Linked DNA regions of Gossypium raimondii: region 1 is linked to region 2. A link is a contact called in public Hi-C data. All regions are on one chromosome and are shown on one strand. Each heading gives the region's core, a stretch centred on a gene start, on an enhancer-like site or on the middle of the called end of the contact. The rest is flanking DNA. Distances are from core to core; before and after follow the strand shown.

The links. Hi-C and Micro-C count contacts between places; a contact is called where the count stands out from the background.
Region 1: a contact with region 2 is called in a Hi-C map of leaf, with 2.0 times the contacts expected there. The contact joins the promoter of LOC105763896 here to the promoter of LOC105763890 in region 2. A contact is called at or near these places in 2 of 2 Hi-C or Micro-C datasets (both in leaf).

Annotation. Positions count from the first base shown.
Region 1 is chr12:36,753,154-36,755,869 of ASM2569854v1, reverse strand. LOC105763896 (rhodanese-like domain-containing protein 4, chloroplastic) reads left to right here and starts at 1,363. Exons shown (of 8, transcript XM_012582295.2): 1 at 1,363-2,116. The coding sequence starts at 1,521.
Region 2 is chr12:36,613,305-36,616,397 of ASM2569854v1, reverse strand. LOC105763890 (CMP-sialic acid transporter 1) reads left to right here and starts at 1,433. Exons shown (of 8, transcript XM_012582287.2): 1 at 1,433-1,654; 2 at 1,770-1,853; 3 at 1,952-2,166; 4 at 2,266-2,344; 5 at 2,922-3,091. The coding sequence starts at 1,604. LOC105763891 (mitochondrial adenine nucleotide transporter ADNT1) reads left to right here. Exons shown (of 8, transcript XM_012582289.2): 8 at 1-422. The coding sequence ends at 38.

The sequences.
Region 1 (2,716 bases), core at 114-2,613, 140 kb before region 2:
ACATGATATAATTTTAAAGTGCTATGTCATCATATTTTAATGGAATTTAAGTTTAGGGGTCAAATTAGAAAAGTTGTTAAATTTCGAGACTAATATGGATAAAAAAATTCAGGAATTAAATTGGAATATGTTGCCAAGTTTATCCCTAAAGAAAAAGGCCTTTCGTTAGCTTTCGTTCTCTCCTTATCTGGGCCAGAAGGTGTGATTTTTGGTTTAAAGATCCAGATATAAAACAATGTTTTAAAGCTTCAACATCGAAATTGACTGATTATTGGACTTATTTTCAACTTTGGGTCCACTTGTAATTGTTTGAACCGTAACTGGACAAATCAGACACCGATATATAATCAATCTATGACCAGCACATACATGAGTTTTTTTGGGTTAATTGCATCATGTTCCTAAACTACTGTTTTAATTCTAAATTCGTCCATAAATTTTAAAATGTCTTAATTGTATTTTCAAAGTTTTAGTATTATATTAATAAGATGTTTTTGTTAGCTTAGCAGAGAATTTAAGCATTAATTAGCGGTTTGGATATGATTTAGAGCAAATTTAAAACAGAAGAATTATTCTTTTATTATGTTGAATTTAAGCCATCTGTGTAGTTACGCGAGTGTTTATGATATACTTTGGTAAAAGAACTATGGAAGTCTCTGTATTAGAAGTTGGATTGTATTTTGTCTCTTTTACTTAAAAATAGACAAATCGGACTCAGATATTAGGTTAAAGAGCAAACTAGTAATTTTTGTTAAAAATTTCATCCATTTCTACTATTAAAACTAATGTGATTGGTAGAATAATTAGTTAGCATATGTACTTTATTTTGATGTACAAAGATCAATTTGCTCTTTTATATAATTTACAGGGATTAATTTATTCATTTTTTGAATAAAGGGAGTAAAGTGCAATTTACCAATATGCTCCGTGTCATATTGAAGTTGCCATTTAGCGACCAAACTAATGACTAAGTGGACAACAGGTTTTGAGGGGTATTAATATTGAGAACCCTAATTAGATGGTTTTTGAAATTTAAGTACCAATATAAAATTTGAGTCATGGTTTGAGCACATCTGAAGAAATTAACCTTTTTTGTTTCTTTCGTTGTTTAAAATGCGGAAATTTCATTTTTGTCCCCCTAACAAATCTCACATTGACATTGAAACCCTCACTAATGTACTAGTACAATTGTTGCAACAGTACGAACATCTGTTGTAAAAAAATAAATCCAATGTATTGCAGATGTACTATTGAGTTTCTCTACAAGAGAATTGTCAACCACACAAATGGGATCAAAGACCAAAAATGTCCAAGCTAAAGGACATGATCAAAAAAGCTCCTTTGATTTCACTTCCAATGTGTCATGCAATAAATGGCATCGATCTCATATTTCAGTCCACTCCAGTACCTTCCAGCACCCAAAGCTCACCAAAAAAAAAAAAAAAAGCTCAACAAACCCTCCATTTTTGTCCATGGTTCAAGCTTTTCCACCATATCTTTGACAACTATAAAATTATGCCATGAAGGTCCTCCACCCATCACCCTTTACGCTACTCTCAGTTCTTTACAAACCCAAAAATTTCCCATCATCATCAGCATCATTTGCTTCACCGCCCAAAGCTCCACCAGCTTTCATCAAGACCCCACCGGCGGCTCTACATGGGGGTATAGTTGTATTATCTTCAGTCTTCCCCACTACTTTAGCTAAAGCTTTATCATACGACGAAGCACTACAGCAGACGACAACTAGCTTTTCCTCCGATGGGGTTCTTGATAGTGTCGTCAATTTCATATCCGATAACCCCACGGTGGTAGCCGGTGGTGCCGTTGCTTTGGCGGTTCCATTGATCTTGTCTCAGGTGTTGAAGGGTTCTAAACCATGGGGAATTGAAACCGCGAGGAGTGCGTATGGTAAGCTGGGTGAGGATCCTAATGCTCAGTTGCTGGATATCAGAGGACCCAAGGAGTTTAAAGATGTTGGCAGCCCTGATATAAAGGGTTTTGGGAAGAAACCTGTATCAATTGCCTTTAATGGTGAAGACAAGCTTGGGTTCTTGAAAAAACTGGATTTGAAATTCAAGGAACCGGAAAATACCACTTTGTTTATCATAGACAAGTAAGATTTTTAACCCCATGCCTTTGTATATATATATACATATACACACATATATGACTTCCTAGCATTTTTGGCATGAATTATATTGCTAGAATTATAATTAGTTAAGAATCCACTGGTTATGCCATTGAGAGCTTATAGTGATTTGATTGGTGTTTTGTAATAATTAATTTGGTAAAAATATGTTACAGTCCAATTGCATTTTTTTTACTTAAAAATGACAAATTAGTATGTTAGTTCGAATAACAAATTTTCTTTTAAAAGAATTTATAAAATTGACATGACTAAAAAATAATTGGACAGTTACACTTGACTTGTCATAGGTAGTTCATACAGTTGGACATGGACATGTTTATATCAGTAAAAATAAATGGGATTTTTAACAAAAGGATCAGTTTGTTCTTTGATCTTATCTTGCAAATACTAATTTATTTATTTTTTTAGTAAAGAGGGCAAAATACAATCCGGTACAGTATAAAAGGCCTCCATATTATCGATTAATTTCTGCATATAATGATTCAGATGCATTGTTTTTTTTTAATTGTCAATCAATATGATCGTATTTCGTTGTTTCTAAATCCAAGTATATGCTTATGACAT
Region 2 (3,093 bases), core at 184-2,683:
AGGACATTTTAGGGGTTGAGATTAGAATATCAGACTGAAATGGTGCCCCATTCAGATTGAAATGTTTATGATGAGGAAGGTGTGTTGCTATTCTTTTTTTGTAGGCAATGGAACAGATAGGAAGGTGAACTAGGGACAGTTTTCTTAGTACTCTTATTTGGTTTCTCATAAATGAGTTTTAGAAACTTGTACACAGAGAGCTGCACCGACTCGGACTGAGACCGAGTCTCGGCTCGTGACACTGCCTGCCTGTATAATGTCTTATAATGGCTTCAAATGTTTCCTATGTAAACACTGTACTTATTCACGTGTTGTGCCAATAAGGATGAAGGAACAATGCGAATAACCATTTGTTTGTAATTATCGAGCCGAGCTTAGGCTGAATTCGAGCACTGCAATATTCAAATGTCTTGCGAGTTTAATCGAGGTTTTTTTACTTTAATATATTTTTTTATATTATGAAATTACATCTTTTCTTATTATATAAAAAGGTTAATTAGGAATGAATTAGCTCGATTATGAGCTGAACGAGAGTATAGAAATTGATGTTTTGAGTTATAGAATCTTGAATTTCAAAGTTTGGACTCTGCTTGATATGATTACACTCAAGGATGTTATTATCCATGGTTTTGTTTTTACGAGTTCCAATTCCATTATCTATGAAATTACCGATTAAATTAATAGTACATTATTTATTATTTTAACCAAAATAATTTAATTTCATACCATAGATATGATCCAACACTTATTCAATAATTTTAAAATGTAAATTTGTTACCATTCTTTCTCATTTTCACTGTGGATTCGATGAAATCTAGTAGAAATATTATGTCAAACGAAAAAGACAAATGAGGTATTTTAATCTCTCGCAGAAAGTAAATTTTTAGATTAATAGGTAAAAATATTTTTATTCGAAATTGAGTAAATTAATTTTAAAATGTTAATGTTTTTAATTTCAAAATTGTTTAAATTAGTTAATATCCTTTATCAATTTATCAATTTGATGTTAATTAACAAAATTACCTATAAATGTATAGATATTGAGATTAAATTTCTCGAATTTTTAAAATAAAGATAAAAATAATAAAATATATAAATATTGAAAATTAAAATTTTAATTATATCAATTCAAATTATTATATTATGGATTACTTTAATTTTTTTAATACGGACTGTTCTACTCAAAGTCGAAATTAGAAAGGACTAAAGAAATTTTTTACCAAATTGATACATTAAATCAGTTTTTAAAATTTTTGGATTATTCCATGATTTTAAATTTAGAAACTGGAGATTTAAATTTAATTCAATTTACCATTTTGAGTTGTTTTGAGTTTAAATACTTTTAGATTTTAGTTAAATGATTTGATTATTAATTTTTTATGACTAAATCAAGTTTAACTGAGTTCGGACGTTGATTAATCAAATCGAGTTCGACAGCTAACAGAAATTAAACACCACAGGAGGAACGACGGCGTTCTGACCTTGTATCAGTTGGATCACTGAGTAGCTCGAACGATCCCGTCTCTCTCTATTCTTTCTCCCTCGTCAACTCACTGACACTGGTTCAACTGCTTCCCTCTCACTGTTTTAGAAAAAAAAGATAATGAAGTGGTACTTAGTAGCTTCTCTTCTCACCATCCTCACCAGTTCTCAGGTTTTTAGTAAACCTCAAACCCTAATTCCCCCCCCCCCTTTTTTTTTTTCATTTTGCTTATCCCACTCTATAAAATTACGATCAGATCTATACATTCATCTTTTACATTTTGCAGGGGATATTAACAACTCTATCACAGACCAATGGCAAATATAAATACGATTACGCCACCATCCCTTTCCTTGCTGAGGTCTTTAAGGTAACTTTTTTTCCTTAAAAATTTCACTTGAATTTTCTTAATTTAGATCTAAAGATGGCTTGTTATTTTTTTTAAATATAGATTTGTTTTTTTTAAAGCTTATCGTATCAAGTGTTTTTCTATGGAGAGAACGAAAGAAATCGCCGCCGCCGAAAATGACAACGGATTGGAAGAGTGTTAGATTGTTTCCTATTCCTTCAGTTATTTACTTGATCCATAATAATGTACAGTTTGCTACTCTTATGTATGTTGATACATCGACGTATCAGATAATGGGTAATTTGAAGATTGTCACTACTGGGATTTTGTTCAGGTGTGTGCTTACTATTAATTTCTGTATTTTGGAACTTTTTTTTTAATGTACAAAACTGGGGTTGCTCATTGATGTTGTTGTTGTTTCGTGATTTTTTAGGTTGTTTCTTAAGAAGAAGCTTTCAAATCTACAATGGATGGCGATTGTTCTATTGGCTGTTGGAACAACGACAAGTCAGGTATACTCCGGATTCAAAACTAACTGTTTATGTTTTTCGCACTGTGATTTGCGCTGCAGCGGTTATCGATGCAAGTTTGTGGCTGGTTAAGATGTTATGAATGATAATTGCACTGGAAGACTAGTTACACTTTGATTTGGGATTGATATTTCTCAAGTGTTGGAAAATTAGCCTGTAATGTATTTTGATTTGTTAAAACTTGAATCCCATGTGAGAAATGAGAAATCAAGCAATGGTTTTGCTAGATTTGGAATAACTATAGAGAAATTGAATGAGAAAGAAGTTGGAAGAACTAGTTAATATGATGGTCTTCTTTGCAGTGAGTTAAGTGAATAAAATGCTTTGTATATTGTTGGAGAATTTTCGGGATGGGAAGGCGAGAAGCGAAAACTAGTTAAAAATGAAATATCTCTTTGTAGGAAACTGTTGTATCTCGTTAGGACCGATAATATATGCCCTTGAAGCGGTCTATCTCCTAGAAAATTTTAAAATTTCTTGTTTTGTTTTTGTGCGAACGCTTTTATGTCAACAATTTAGTGGAGTACTTAGTTTTCAAATATCCTTCCGTCTTATCAAGGTCAAAGGATGTGGAGAGGCTTCGTGTGACTCCCTGTTCTCAGCACCGATTCAAGGATACATGTTAGGAATTTTGTCTGCTTGTCTTTCGGCATTGGCTGGTGTTTATACGGAATTCCTGATGAAGAAGAACAACGACAGCTTATACTGGCAGAACATACAGTTGTACACGT